3 separate regions of the Mus musculus genome follow, and regions 1 and 3 are each linked to region 2. Evidence: chromatin contacts called from public HiChIP or PLAC-seq and promoter capture Hi-C data. All regions are on one chromosome and are shown on one strand. The core of a region is the stretch at or near the end of the contact, and the rest is flanking DNA. Distances in the headings are between cores, read along the strand shown.

Evidence for each region. Promoter capture Hi-C pulls out the DNA fragments that hold promoters and counts their contacts. HiChIP or PLAC-seq counts read pairs in DNA pulled down with a chosen protein or histone mark.
Region 1: an H3K4me3 HiChIP or PLAC-seq map of embryonic stem cells shows a contact between it and region 2, with 10 times the contacts expected there. The contact joins the enhancer-like site here to the promoter of Ndufv2 in region 2. A contact is called at or near these places in 7 of 39 promoter capture datasets (the 3T3-L1 cell line, cranial neural crest, embryonic stem cells and 2 more), 4 of 484 Hi-C or Micro-C datasets (embryonic stem cells and rod photoreceptor), 24 of 115 datasets of contacts at active chromatin or transcription factors (the NIH/3T3 cell line, astrocytes, craniofacial prominence and 11 more) and 1 of 9 other capture datasets (adipose tissue).
Region 3: a promoter capture Hi-C map of pre-B cells shows a contact between it and region 2, with 3 times the contacts expected there. The contact joins the enhancer-like site here to the promoter of Ndufv2 in region 2. A contact is called at or near these places in 11 of 39 promoter capture datasets (the 3T3-L1 cell line, the C10 cell line, the HPC-7 cell line and 5 more), 1 of 15 datasets of contacts at CTCF or cohesin (the NIH/3T3 cell line), 5 of 484 Hi-C or Micro-C datasets (the HPC-7 cell line, the N1E-115 cell line, Th1 cells and 2 more), 6 of 115 datasets of contacts at active chromatin or transcription factors (embryonic stem cells, fetal liver, large pre-B cells and 1 more) and 2 of 9 other capture datasets (adipose tissue and liver).

The regions. Positions count from the first base shown.
Region 1 is chr17:66,477,312-66,481,059 of GRCm38.p6, forward strand. No RefSeq gene overlaps it. Among named protein-coding and RNA genes, the nearest start is that of Gm41608, 27 kb to the right of the region's middle. RefSeq lists an enhancer at 1,085-3,748. Within about 2 kb of position 2,195, at least 124 of the 459 cell types and tissues checked have an H3K27ac peak or open chromatin away from gene starts, as enhancers often do. A contact at or near this core is called in craniofacial prominence, differentiating embryonic stem cells, embryonic basal ganglia and 8 more, where this site is marked.
Region 2 is chr17:66,098,847-66,102,899 of GRCm38.p6, forward strand. Ndufv2 (NADH:ubiquinone oxidoreductase core subunit V2) reads right to left here and starts at 2,713. Exons shown (of 8, transcript NM_028388.3): 1 at 2,569-2,713. The coding sequence starts at 2,619.
Region 3 is chr17:65,721,848-65,725,926 of GRCm38.p6, forward strand. Rab31 (RAB31, member RAS oncogene family) reads right to left here. Exons shown (of 7, transcript NM_133685.2): 2 at 161-240. Among named protein-coding and RNA genes, the nearest start is that of Rab31, 49 kb to the right of the region's middle. Within about 2 kb of position 2,619, at least 152 of the 459 cell types and tissues checked have an H3K27ac peak or open chromatin away from gene starts, as enhancers often do. A contact at or near this core is called in the HPC-7 cell line, the N1E-115 cell line, Th1 cells and 5 more, where this site is marked.

The DNA.
Region 1 (3,748 bases), core at 945-3,444, 380 kb after region 2:
CTGGTTCCTCTGGAAAACCCAGCTAGTGCTCTTAACCACTGAGCCATCTTTCCAGCCCAGAGGTCCCTTTTGTTTGTTTGCTTGAGACAGGGTGTCAGGCATATCAGACTGGCTTTGAACATGGTGTATAGCAGGGGCATGGCCTTGTACTTCTAATTCTTCTGCTTTATTCTGGCGTGGCACTGTTCCCCATTTCCAGCTTGTAGCTGTTTTGGGTTAATTTCCTACTGCTGTGACAAAACACCATGACCAGAAGAAAGAATAAAAAAAGCTGTGTGGTGGTAGCACATGCCTTTAATGCCAACAGGAGGTGTGTGTGTGTGTGTGTGTGTGTGTGTGTGTGTGTCTGTCTGTCTGTCTGTCTGTCTGTCTGTCTGTCTGAGTTTGAGACCAGCCTGGTCTCATACATGTCCTGAATCAAGTCCCAAGACAGGCAGTGCTACACAGAGAAACTCTACCCTGAAAAAAAACCCAGAGTTAGCCGGGCGTGGTGGCGCACACCTTTAATCCCAGCACTCGGGAGGCAGAGGCAGGCGGATTTCTGAGTTTGAGGCCAGCCTGGTCTACACAGTGAGTTCCAGGATAGCCAGGGCTATACAGAGAAACCCTGTCTCTAAGAAAACAAAAACAAAAACAAAAACACAGAGTTGCCTTTCTTGCAGAAGCAATGCTCCAGAGTCCTGTTCACACCATGGGATGCTTGGTGGCCATTTCAAGGTGAAATGGCTTACCTCCTGAATTTGGAATTTTTTTTCAAATTTCCTTTCCCATTTTATAAAGAGAAAATAGCTACTTACAGGAGGAAAATGAAGGGTTAAAATATTTTATAATGAAGTATTTTCTCAATCAAATAAAATGGGGTCAACTACCAACTTGAATGTTTCACATCTTATCTTACGTTGCTTGAGAGACTTGTACCACTCCCATTTCTCATTTATAAGTGCAAAAACCTCACTCTTTTCTCCACATTATTCAAGCTGAGAAGTCTATCACTACTAGCACTTGCCACATTTACAAACGTAAACCACCCAAAGATGAAGATCAATTTAGCTGATGAAAACTTAGAGCAGGATACTTTGGCTCACACAGAACCAGTGTGTGCACGGTAATCTTTTTCCTACGGTGGATTACAGAGGCCACATGTCATCATCTATCTGCAGACTAGAAATAGACTGTTTCATTGCATTCTACCCAGAGAGCGGGTGTCGCTGGCAGGCCCTCAAAGTAGCTAAGAGTGAGTCTAGCTCTTGCAGAAGACCTAAGGGAGGACCCTAGCCCATCACATGAGGTGACTCCCAATCACTTATGACTCCAGTGTCAGGACATCTGCCACCCTCCGGTCTGCACAGGCACCTTCATGAAATGGTACACATAAAATTCACACAGATGCATGCACATACACGTTAGTAAAAATACATAAATCTTTTAAAACATGACTGTGTTTAAAAAAAAAAATCGTGTGATACATACATGCCCATGCACAATTATTGTTTGTCAATTAAAAGAAGAGACGGGTATGGTGGTATGCGTGTATGCCTGTCTGTTTGAGTATGTCTGTGTATGTGAGTACAGGTGCCAATCAGAGGCCAGAAGGGTCAGATCCTTTGGAGATGGAGTTATATCGGTGGTTGTGAGCTGCCTGACATGGGTGCTGGGGACTGAGTCAGGCTCTCTGTAGGGCAATCGCTTCCCTTAACCGCCGTGCCCTTTCCAGCCTCTAGTGATTATCAATGAAAGCCCTTTGGAGACCAGCAGGCTCTGGAAAAAGCTTTCCCTGATATCCCTTAACCTGCCTCAATATTGGACCATCAAAAAAGGAAAACCATTGCATTCGTCTCCTTTCTGAGGCTTGGCGGAACTGACGCCCAGCCGGCTCTGTTCCAAGCTGTCCTCTGGACTCATTCTCTCCTCCTCCGTATCGCTTGTACCCCCCTGTCCCCTCTAAAACAGTGTATAGAGACCTCAGGCCTCAGCGCTCCTGGTACCACCGACCTCCTTCCCTCACAAAGACAAGAGGGCAGGGAAGCGTGGATCAGCTCTCCAAACCACACTCCTAGAGGACAGGTGACAGAGGGAGAGCATGACAGACAGTGGAGAAAGGAGGAAAGCAAGACTAGCGTGCCTCAGCCCACGCATGCTCCGAGGAGCTGTGCTCGCCCGCTTAGGCAGCCTCAGCGCACGCATGCTCCGAGGAGCTGTACGAACCCACCAGGCTGCATGTAGGTTGTGGGCCAAGACTGTATGAGAGTCTCTGAAGGGAGTTTCCATTCTGCTGGTTAGAAGCCATGGATCCTAGATAAGTCACTTTCCCTCTATCTTGGAGTCCCTGGTTCAGACATCAGGTGACCAAAATCCGCTTGTTTCGCAAGCTCCTTTGAGAATAAATTCATCCAAAACGGGGAGTTGTGACAGAAGCCTGTAAATTCAGCACTTGGAAGCGGGGGTGGGGGGTTAGGAGGGTGGGGGAAGATAGGCCGTTCAAGGTCATCCTTAACCAAGAAGTGGGGGAAGAAACAGAAAGGAAGACAGAATAGGCAGCTATTGATATGGAAATCCAGTACGGCACACAGCACCCTTTGCCACAGCCTCCACCTCCGACCCTGCGCTTTGCATACAGCTGGAGCCTTCCCTCTGAAGTCACTGAGCCTACGGGTGTCTAGAGGGACAAAGAAAGGCGCGGCTGTTGCGGGAGCTGTAGAATAAAGGTTTAGCCCGGACCCCTATTGTCCTGCCTTCTTACTCTTGTTTTCACATTTCAATTAGCAAAGCTGAACTGGGAGGCCAACTCTTTGTTTTCGTCGTAGCCTAACTCAAATTCAACGCTAACCTGAAGAATCTGTGGTACGGCGATAAAAATAAAGTGGTCAAATCGGAGGTTGTCAGTCACAAACCAAAAGGGCCTACGCAAAGTCATAATCCTAAGGAGGGCATTTTAGGATGACTTTCAAAACAAAGTTAGCCTCTTTTTTGGGAGGGGGTTGTGTGTGTGTCTGGGCGGGTTCTTCTCGGCTTAAACAGGCTCCTCCTGGGCAGAAGTTACTGTGGCTTGGAGAGCCCAGTATTGCCTATCTGATGGGTCCCAGGGCCTCCCCGCCCTGGTTCAACGTGATCCGATTAGCTGGCAGTCTCCGGAGGTCAGGAGCCCAGCTGCAAGTGCAAATTGGTCTTGGGAAAGGGTGTGGCTTCCAGTCTCTGCTAGTCTCCCCCACATCAGCAGGGCTGCTTTCCTTGGTAAAATTCAGGAGGACTGGAGGAGGAGAGAATTTTTATCGAGTCCTTAGCATTGAGGCGACCCTGTGCACTGGTACAGGCTGACCTCCCCTCATCAGCGCAGATGGCCTGCAGCCAGTGTGACCAGCCCCCAGCCTCCCGTTCCCTCATAGATTGCTCAGTGCCACTGATCCACCCGCGACTGTCGCTGTTTATGATTTAATTTATACTAATAGGTTAAAGCGTAGCTGTGACATTTGTCATTTTGTATGGGAGCAACATGCTTCTGTAAGGCAATTAACGCTAAATGCTCACTACAGTACGGTAGTGACGCTTGTCTGTGTGAATTGTTATTGAAGTACGCCAAGGCAGATTTCCCAAACAGTAAGCGTACACTGCCGATTTAAATTGATCCTTGTACCCACAAAGTCACATTACTGCACACGGAATTTCCTTTCTTGCTTGCTTCCCTCCTTGGCAGACACAATTGATCACCAGTCACCATCCATTCAGACACTCATTTACACCTTCAGGACAC
Region 2 (4,053 bases), core at 1,463-3,962:
TCAAACAAGCACACCAGAAGTCTTTCCTGTAAGCCAGGCACAGTGGCTCACACCTGCAACACCACCACTTAGGAGGTATGCTAAGAGGACTGCCAGAGTTTAAAGCCAGCCTGGGCTATACAGTTAAGACCCTGTTATACAAACAAAGAAACCAAAATAAACATAAAAAAATTAAAACGCAGTCTTAAATGGCTTGACTTAGCCAAGGAGGTGGATAATCTCTGGCATGGGCAAGTGGGAATCCCAGGAAAGGAAGTATCGAAATGGGTACAGAAACTACTCAGATCTCTGGCTAACCCCTGTGTAGTGACAGAGTCTAAGCAGCCTTGCTAAATTAGAACCAATATTGGTCTACCACTCATGACAATGGGGGTGGTCATTCTTTAAAGAAATAAGTTAGAGTGTAGTGTTAATTATGTTATTATTATGTTATGTAATGTTATTAGTGTAAGTTATTATGCATTTACAAAGTCCAGGATACAATTCAAAATTATTCATTGTGGAGAGCATGTTGGGGTGACAGCACAAAACCCACTATCATAGGGGAAAAACATTTCAAAACTGAAAGCAGAGGCCTGGGAGTGCAGGTGGATCCCTGAGTTTATGGCCAGGCTAGTCTTCCTGGAAGGCCAGTCAAGGCTACATAAACTACATAAACTCTGTCTCAAAACACCACCCACAAAACAAAACCCTGCTTTTCAACTACACCTCTTGTTACCCTTTGCCTCAAAAACAAAAGAAACAGAAGATGTCTATGGGAGCTTTTTTGCCCCTACTTCTTAGTCTCCTCCTCAACTGAATGATTCTCAGAGCCTCTCTTACCTATGTAACCTTCCAGTTTCTGACTCCAATCAGACCTAGTCCACCTCCACTCCTACACCAGTCATCTACTCAGAGCAGAACCCTTACTGTATATAAAACCTTTCACTGACTCTTTACTAGTCTACACTACCAGGGACACCTCTTTGTTTGTTGTAGGAGGCTGGGATTTGAGTTGGGGATATTTTACAAACAGGAATTTATATAGGCCAGACTAACCTCAAACTCACTATATAGTTAATGATAGCAAACATTCTGATTTTCCTGGCTCTAACTCCTAAATGCTAGGATATCAGATGTGACCAACCATACACGTATGAACCTTATTAGTGTTCTTACATGTTCCCCACAAAAATTGGGAATTCTGTTTCTAATTTGTAGTGATGAAAACACTGCACCACCCTCTAAAATAAGATATAAATTCACCTATCAAATACACAGCAAGGGGCCATCAAACATCACCCATCATTACTCTACTCCAGCAGGGCATGGAAGCTCACACCTGTAATCTCAGCACTCAAGAGTCAAGGCAAGAAGACCAGCAAACATTCAAGGCCTACATGCCACACTTAGCAGGCTCCAGGCCAGCCAGGGCTGCATGGTGAGATCTAATTTCAAAAGGAAAAAAAAAAAGTACTATAATCCAATTCACACTGTTACCTGGACCTAGAAGTACATTAAGGCTTCAAATAACTAGGGACAGACTCAACATTCCCATTTCACAGCTAAAGAAACAAAGACTAATTCTCTAGGTCATGTCACATAACTACAAAAGGTCACCTGGGATGCCTAAGTCTAAAGCCCCAAATGGTTTGTTTACACACACACACACACTATATATATATATATATATATATATATAGTCTTTTGTTGAGAACTTAGTTTTTGTTTTACTGTTAGGAAAATAAAATCCAACCAAACAAATAAGGCTTCTTTCTTCCCTGTAGTTGCCATGTAGTTAATTTCAATAGCCATTACTTTCTGTGTGCCCATGCACTCTCCGGACACAAGCTCAGCTTGTGAAGGTCAGACCACAACTAGTCCTCACACCTGGAGGCCAGCACCTTTCCACCCTGAGCTACCTCGCAGGCCCTGGAATCTGCATTTTAGCTTCGCTTCAGTGTTTCAACTTCAGTTCAATTCCTTGGCCTATCTGAGATGCACCTGACACTCAAATGGCCATAGAACTACGACTCTTTGGTCAGTGCGGTTACTCGTGCTACTACTATTCTCTCACGGTTAATTCCTACGATTCTCTGCCGAGCATTTCCTAAAATGAATGAACAACTTCAGTAAATGAAACGCTGGTCACCTTTATCTAGTCCTGAAGGAACTCGGCAAGCCTTTACCAAGCCTATCAGCGTTTTCTCCAGCATGCTTTTAAATCCGATGCAGCGCAGCCGCTATGCCTGACAGACAAGCAGCCCAAAGCTTCGCTGCTAGGATCCTGGAAGCAGCGGGCCGCCAGGGCCCCCCACTAGCTTCCGCACCAGGATAAATGACAATCGCCTTCCTGACCTTGACTAAGTTAGGGGTGACTTTCCCCGGCCCGGTGCGGGCGGCCCGCCACCCGCCGCCACCGCAGCTGCGGAGCATCCCGGAGGCACTGAGGACGAAGGCCGCGGCGTCCCCGCCGCCGCCAGCTGACCTGTCCAGCGCCTAGGGGTCTCCGAGGACTAAAAGCTAAGGGAGGCACGAAGAGCGGGAGACTGTGGCGACAGTGCCCGGGGTTCACCCCGAGCCTCTTACCCACTGAGCAGCGAGGCCGGTCGCCCTGGCCCGCAGCGCCAAGGAGAACATGGCGGGGTACGCGATGCTCCGACCCCGGCCGCTCTAGGCTGACTGGGAACGAACGAGCCCGGAGGCCCGGCGCGCGCGGCCCCGCGCCCAGGACGCACGGCGCGCGCGCGCTCACGAGCCCTGGCCTGGGCGTCCCGAACGGTACGCCGTTCCTGACGCAGCGGCGCGCGAGGGCTGCTGGGACCGGTGGGCGGGCCCGAAACAGCCCAGTCCCTAAAAGGCCGGCCCGGTTGGGCCAGCTGAGTCCCCGCCCTGAGGACGAGGCTCGCCTTCTCGAGGCTCTTGTGTTTGTTGAGGACGAGGCGTACCTTCTGGGGGATCTTGTGTTTGTTCTGTCAAACACCTCCTCTGGTATTGCAGTTATTTCTTTCAAAATTCGTTTGGTTGAGTCTTTTCTTACATACGATCGTATTTAAAGGGCTGCCACCTAGTGGACTTGGACAGCAAGTGCCTTGGCTCCCAAGCCTTTGCGTTAGAGTCTGTAAAACGACAGGCTAAACTGGAATTGACTTCGGGATGCCAGTGAGTGGGAGGTAGAAATGATGACTGTTGATGCTGCGCGGTAGACGAACAAATATTCTTTGTGCTTGTGTATGCTCTAGACATTTTCCATGATAAAACTGGTGGAGGGAGGAACCTACTGTCTTCTTGATTTTTGTTTGATCTCAGGAAACTCCTAGCAGCTTTAGTACGCATCGTGCTGTTTCCAGCTGTCGGTATTTTACACAGGTTTTGAGTGATCCTCAACCTTCAGACAGGCGCATACTGCCACCTTGGGCTTTTAACTTATTCTTGACTCTTCTTCTGACTGTCGTTTTGTGTGTGTCTTCTCTATCCACCCCTTTCTTTTTGCTATAATAAAGTTGTGAATAGTTTCCGTAATTTTGACAACAGAATGAAGATTCTGAAAGGTTATTCGTCATGAGTTTGTTTTTTTAAAAAAACAAAAAACAACAAAAAAAACCACCCAAGATAATCCATTGCAACCTGTGTGAATCATATTCTACAAATTATTAGACTCAGCCGGGCGTGGTGGTGCACGCCTTTAATCCCAGCACTCTGGAGGCAGAGGCAGGCAGATTTCTGAGTTCGAGGCCAGCCTGGTCTACAGAGTGAGTTCCAGGACAGCCAGGGCTACACAGAGGAACCCTGTCCCGAAAAACCAAAAAAAAAAAAAAAAAAAATTATTATTCGACTCAAGAAATAGTGTTTCTAACCAATGATACTAAATTCTTTAGTTCCTATTGCATTATCTCCAGTATTAGTTTACCACTAATAAATTTGCTTCAGTACTTCTCTGAGGGAATGAAAAGATACTGAAAAAGAAAAAATAATCCGGGTCCCATTACTGATTTGTTTTATTGTGTGCACCCAAACATATTGTCACCATCATTAGCAGCTGTAATACTTTGGCCTTTTCAGAGTCTCATGTTG
Region 3 (4,079 bases), core at 1,369-3,868, 380 kb before region 2:
AAGAAACAGTCTTGTCCTTCAAGAGAAGGTTGGCAAGAAACGAAAATCACAAGAAGAGTAGCCCTAAATTTCTGGAGTTAGGATCAGTTCTCATTGGTGGGGTTGGACATCTTTGCCTTAAGAAGAAGGGATATCAAAAAAAGAAAAATGCTGTACTTACCCAATAGTGGGGCTGATGTTGTGGTCAAAGTGATCCTGGACAAAACGACACACAATGCTGGATTTCCCAACCCCCGTGTCCTAGAAGAGAATGAAGGTACAAGCATGAAAATCCACCACCTCTGACTTCCTATGAACATGCAACAAAAGGCCATGATGATAGAACTGCAGGAGAGGAAGTCTTCTATCCCCTACTAGAATGTTTTATGATGCACACCTTTCATAGAAAGAAAATAAATATGGTCAAAGCAAGTTTGGAAACATATCTCATGTGCATATACCTCTGCCTTCAGGGAACACTCTGCAAGACCTCTAAATTTCTACATCCCCAATATCTGTTATAATTTAACAGCTGGATCTTAACCTCAGGTTTCGCTGAATTCTATAAAGATCTCATCTCAAGTCTTCTTGGCTAAACGATTCTTTACAGCTGGTCAAAAGAGGGATCCCTTATACAGTGGAGATCAAACACAGACACGTGTCTCTACTACTTCCTTTATAAACCCTTACAAAGTGGTTTTGGGAATAGCAGGCACAAACCCACAAGGTCAAAGAGAGAAATCACATACAGATGATAGCAACAGTGTCTGGAGAGACGAATTGTGCCTGAGAAAGGGCCCAAAACGGAGCCGGCAGCAAGTCAATCCATGCCTGAGACTCACAAATCAGCATAAGGCACACGGAGGAAGAAAGAAACAATGTAAGCCTAGGCAGAAATAGCTGGAGCCCCCTCTGGGCAGGTGGGTGGGGAACCCACAGGCAGAGATACCCAATTAAATTGCATTGTGTGCTCAAGCTAAAAACCCCAGAGCTTTTGGCCAACGATGGACTGACCCTTTGAAACTATGAGACAAAATAAACCACTCCTGCTTTGTCCCAGGGAGGTTTCCATAGAAACAAAAAGCTGAGTGACCCAGATACTTAAGAGTTGTGTATGGTTCTCCTATGTGACTTTATTTATTTATCTATTTATTATGAGAGTATCCCTAGCGCAAGCTAGCCTCAAGCTTCCTATGGATTAGGATAATCTCGAACTGATCATACCTCCACATCTCAAGTGCCAGGACTGCAGTGATGTACCACCAAGCCTGGCTTACATATCACTAGGGATCAAACCCAGAGAGAGAGCTTCATGCACTTCACCCACTCTACTACCAACTGAGTTACATTCCCAACCCCTAAAGGTGTGATTAAAAACAAAAACAAAAAAACAAAAACAAAGTTTTAGGCTGACAAGATGGCTCAGTAGTTAAGAATGCTTGCTGCTCTTGCAGAAGACCCAGGTTCAGTTCCAAGCACCACAACGCAACAGCCCACAAACATCTGTGATCCCAGTTCCACTGGACATCTGGGACTTAATATCCTCTTCTGGTCTCTACAGGCAATTGCGTAAACATGATGCACGGAAAATACATTTGGACAAAATATCCATACAATTTTTTTTTGAAAGATTCTAATCAAGTGGCTGAGAAACTGGCTTAGAAAACGGGTACATGAAGAATGATGGATGAACTGAGTTCAATCCCCAGGACACTCTTGATAGAAGAGAACTCCCCCAAGTTGCCCTCTGACAGATGATCATCTTGCTTCTCTAGCTCACCAAAAAAGCTGGCGTTTCACTTGAGCCATCTGCAGAAGGCAAGGACTGGAGTTAATAATCGTAAAACAGCTTAGCGCTTTCACCATGAAGGGTATTTCAAGGGCTGGCCTTCAGGCCGGCTCTGCTCAGCTGATCTGTGGAATGGACTTAGGGTGGAGCTCTCCGCCACGCCCCCATGCATGCGCCCCAGGTGAGCATGTCAATTGAGAGGATGTAACATCTGTCATGGCTGGTGCATGGCAGGGGCGGAGCCACCACAACACCCTGAGAGCCCGGCAGAGAGTCCAAAGAATAAAGAAGTACAAGGAAGTACATAGTTCTCCAGCCAAGAGAACTAAGGGCAGCTCTCTCCAAGCAGCACTTTTGGGGTAAAGAATAGGGATGATCCTGGGTGTGACCTAAAAACATGTGAGGGAGGAGAGCCAGGTGGAGCATCTGCTTCAGAGCCCTGCGTGCTGGGGTTGGACGTGGGTGGGCACCTCTGAGTGTTCAGACCCTCCCTACTGTGTCTGGGAACCCTGCAGGCCAGGAAAGGTAGCCTACCACCTCCCTCTAATGGAGTTTGCAAACCAGGGAGGTAGCTGATAACCGATACCGGTGGGGTCCAGCCTACGGTCAGTACAGAGAAAGCAGGGTTTCGGAGATGCTTATGGCTAGAGCGAGCGAAGAATGAAGAAACAGATGGAAGATGCCTGAGAAAGGACTCTTAAACCACGGACCATGATGTAAAGTAGAAGAACGGGGCGTGGGTCCAGCCAGGGTGAGGCTGCCACTCGGCCCGCCCAGCAACTTCTAGGACACAGTTGCTTCCTGGAGGAACCCTTGCAGCACAGGGCGTTTCCGGTGCCTTCCTGGGCAGGGCAGAGCAGGGCAGAGCGGGGCAGAGCAGCTGTGTAGTTTCCATTCCCCTGAGGGTGGCATGGTTGAAGGAAGGGCTTAAAGCAGCTGAGGAGGGACAAATGAGCTGTCACTGGTGGGGGTGGTGAGGACCCGGGCCAGAAAAGTGCAGGCCAAAGGCAGTGGTGGCAGTGAATGGAGTCTTTAATTTTTTTTTAATTAATTAATTTTCTCTCCTTCTTCTCCTCCTCCTCCTCCTCCTCCTCCTCCTCCCCTCCTCCTCCTCCTCCTCCTCCTCCTCCTCCCCTCCTCCTCCCCTCTCTTCTCCTCCCCTTCCTCCCCTCCTCCCTCACATGTTTTTAGGTAACACCTGGGCTCGTCCAACTCCGTACCCTAAAACTATGAGCCAATTAGAAAATGCTCGTAGTTTGCTGGCCTTTAATTCCAGCACGGGGGAGGGGAGGCACGGGGAAGGGGCAGGGGGCACAGATACAAGCAGATCTCTGTGAGTTCAAGGTGAGATGCCAAATCTCTCAAGTTCAGACTTCATTTAGAGAACCTGACCTAAATTTGAACAAGTTGCTACTCCACAACAACAACAAAAAAATTAGCCTAGCTCTAGTCTCTAGGCTAATCCCCAACAAAACCAGCGTTTCCAGGCTATACCCTCAACAAGACCAGTGTCTCCAGGTTATTCCCCCAACAGACCTGCACCCCAGGTCACAAGCCCACACCTTGCCTAAAGACCACCAATGCAGAGGGGAGCAAAAGTTAAGGGTTTTTTTGGTTTGGTTTTTTTTTTGGTTTTGGTTTTTTGGTGTTTTGGAGACAAGGTTTCTCTCTGTAGCCCTGGCTGTCCTGGAACTCACTCTGTAGACCAGGCTGGCCTTGAACTCAGAAATTCACCTGCCTCTGCCTCCCAAGTGCTGGGATTAAAGACATGCGCCACCATGCCCGACCCCACAAGTTAAGTTTATGATATGACTCACAGCACCAGCCAATTATGTTAAAGGCCACGGTAGCTCTCCAATTAGATGCTTGCCTTGCCCTAATAGACGTTTCAGGCTTCCCCACCACCAAAACTGTCTTGCGTGACCTTGGGGTGGGGGTGGGGGGGCGAGCTAGCTCAAACAGAATAAAGACCCTGCTGTGAGTTGCCTCAGCTTGGCTCCTGTGTTCGCTGGCACAACAAAGGTTTGGTATACAATGCAATTCCTGGACAGCCAGGGCTGTTACAATGAGAAACCCTGCTTCAAAACGAGGACACAGAAACAAAACCATCAAACAAAAAGTAAAAAAAAAAAAAAAAAAAGAAAGAAAAAGAAAAAAAGAAAAAAAAGAAAGAAAGAAAAAGAAAGAAACAAGGAAAAGAAAAAGAAAAAATAAACAGAAAGAGAAAAAGAAAAGAAATGTCCACAGTTCTTCTGGCCTGAGACGCCTTCCTTGAACTCTCTGGCTGGGCTCTCAGGGTGGTGTCTCCACC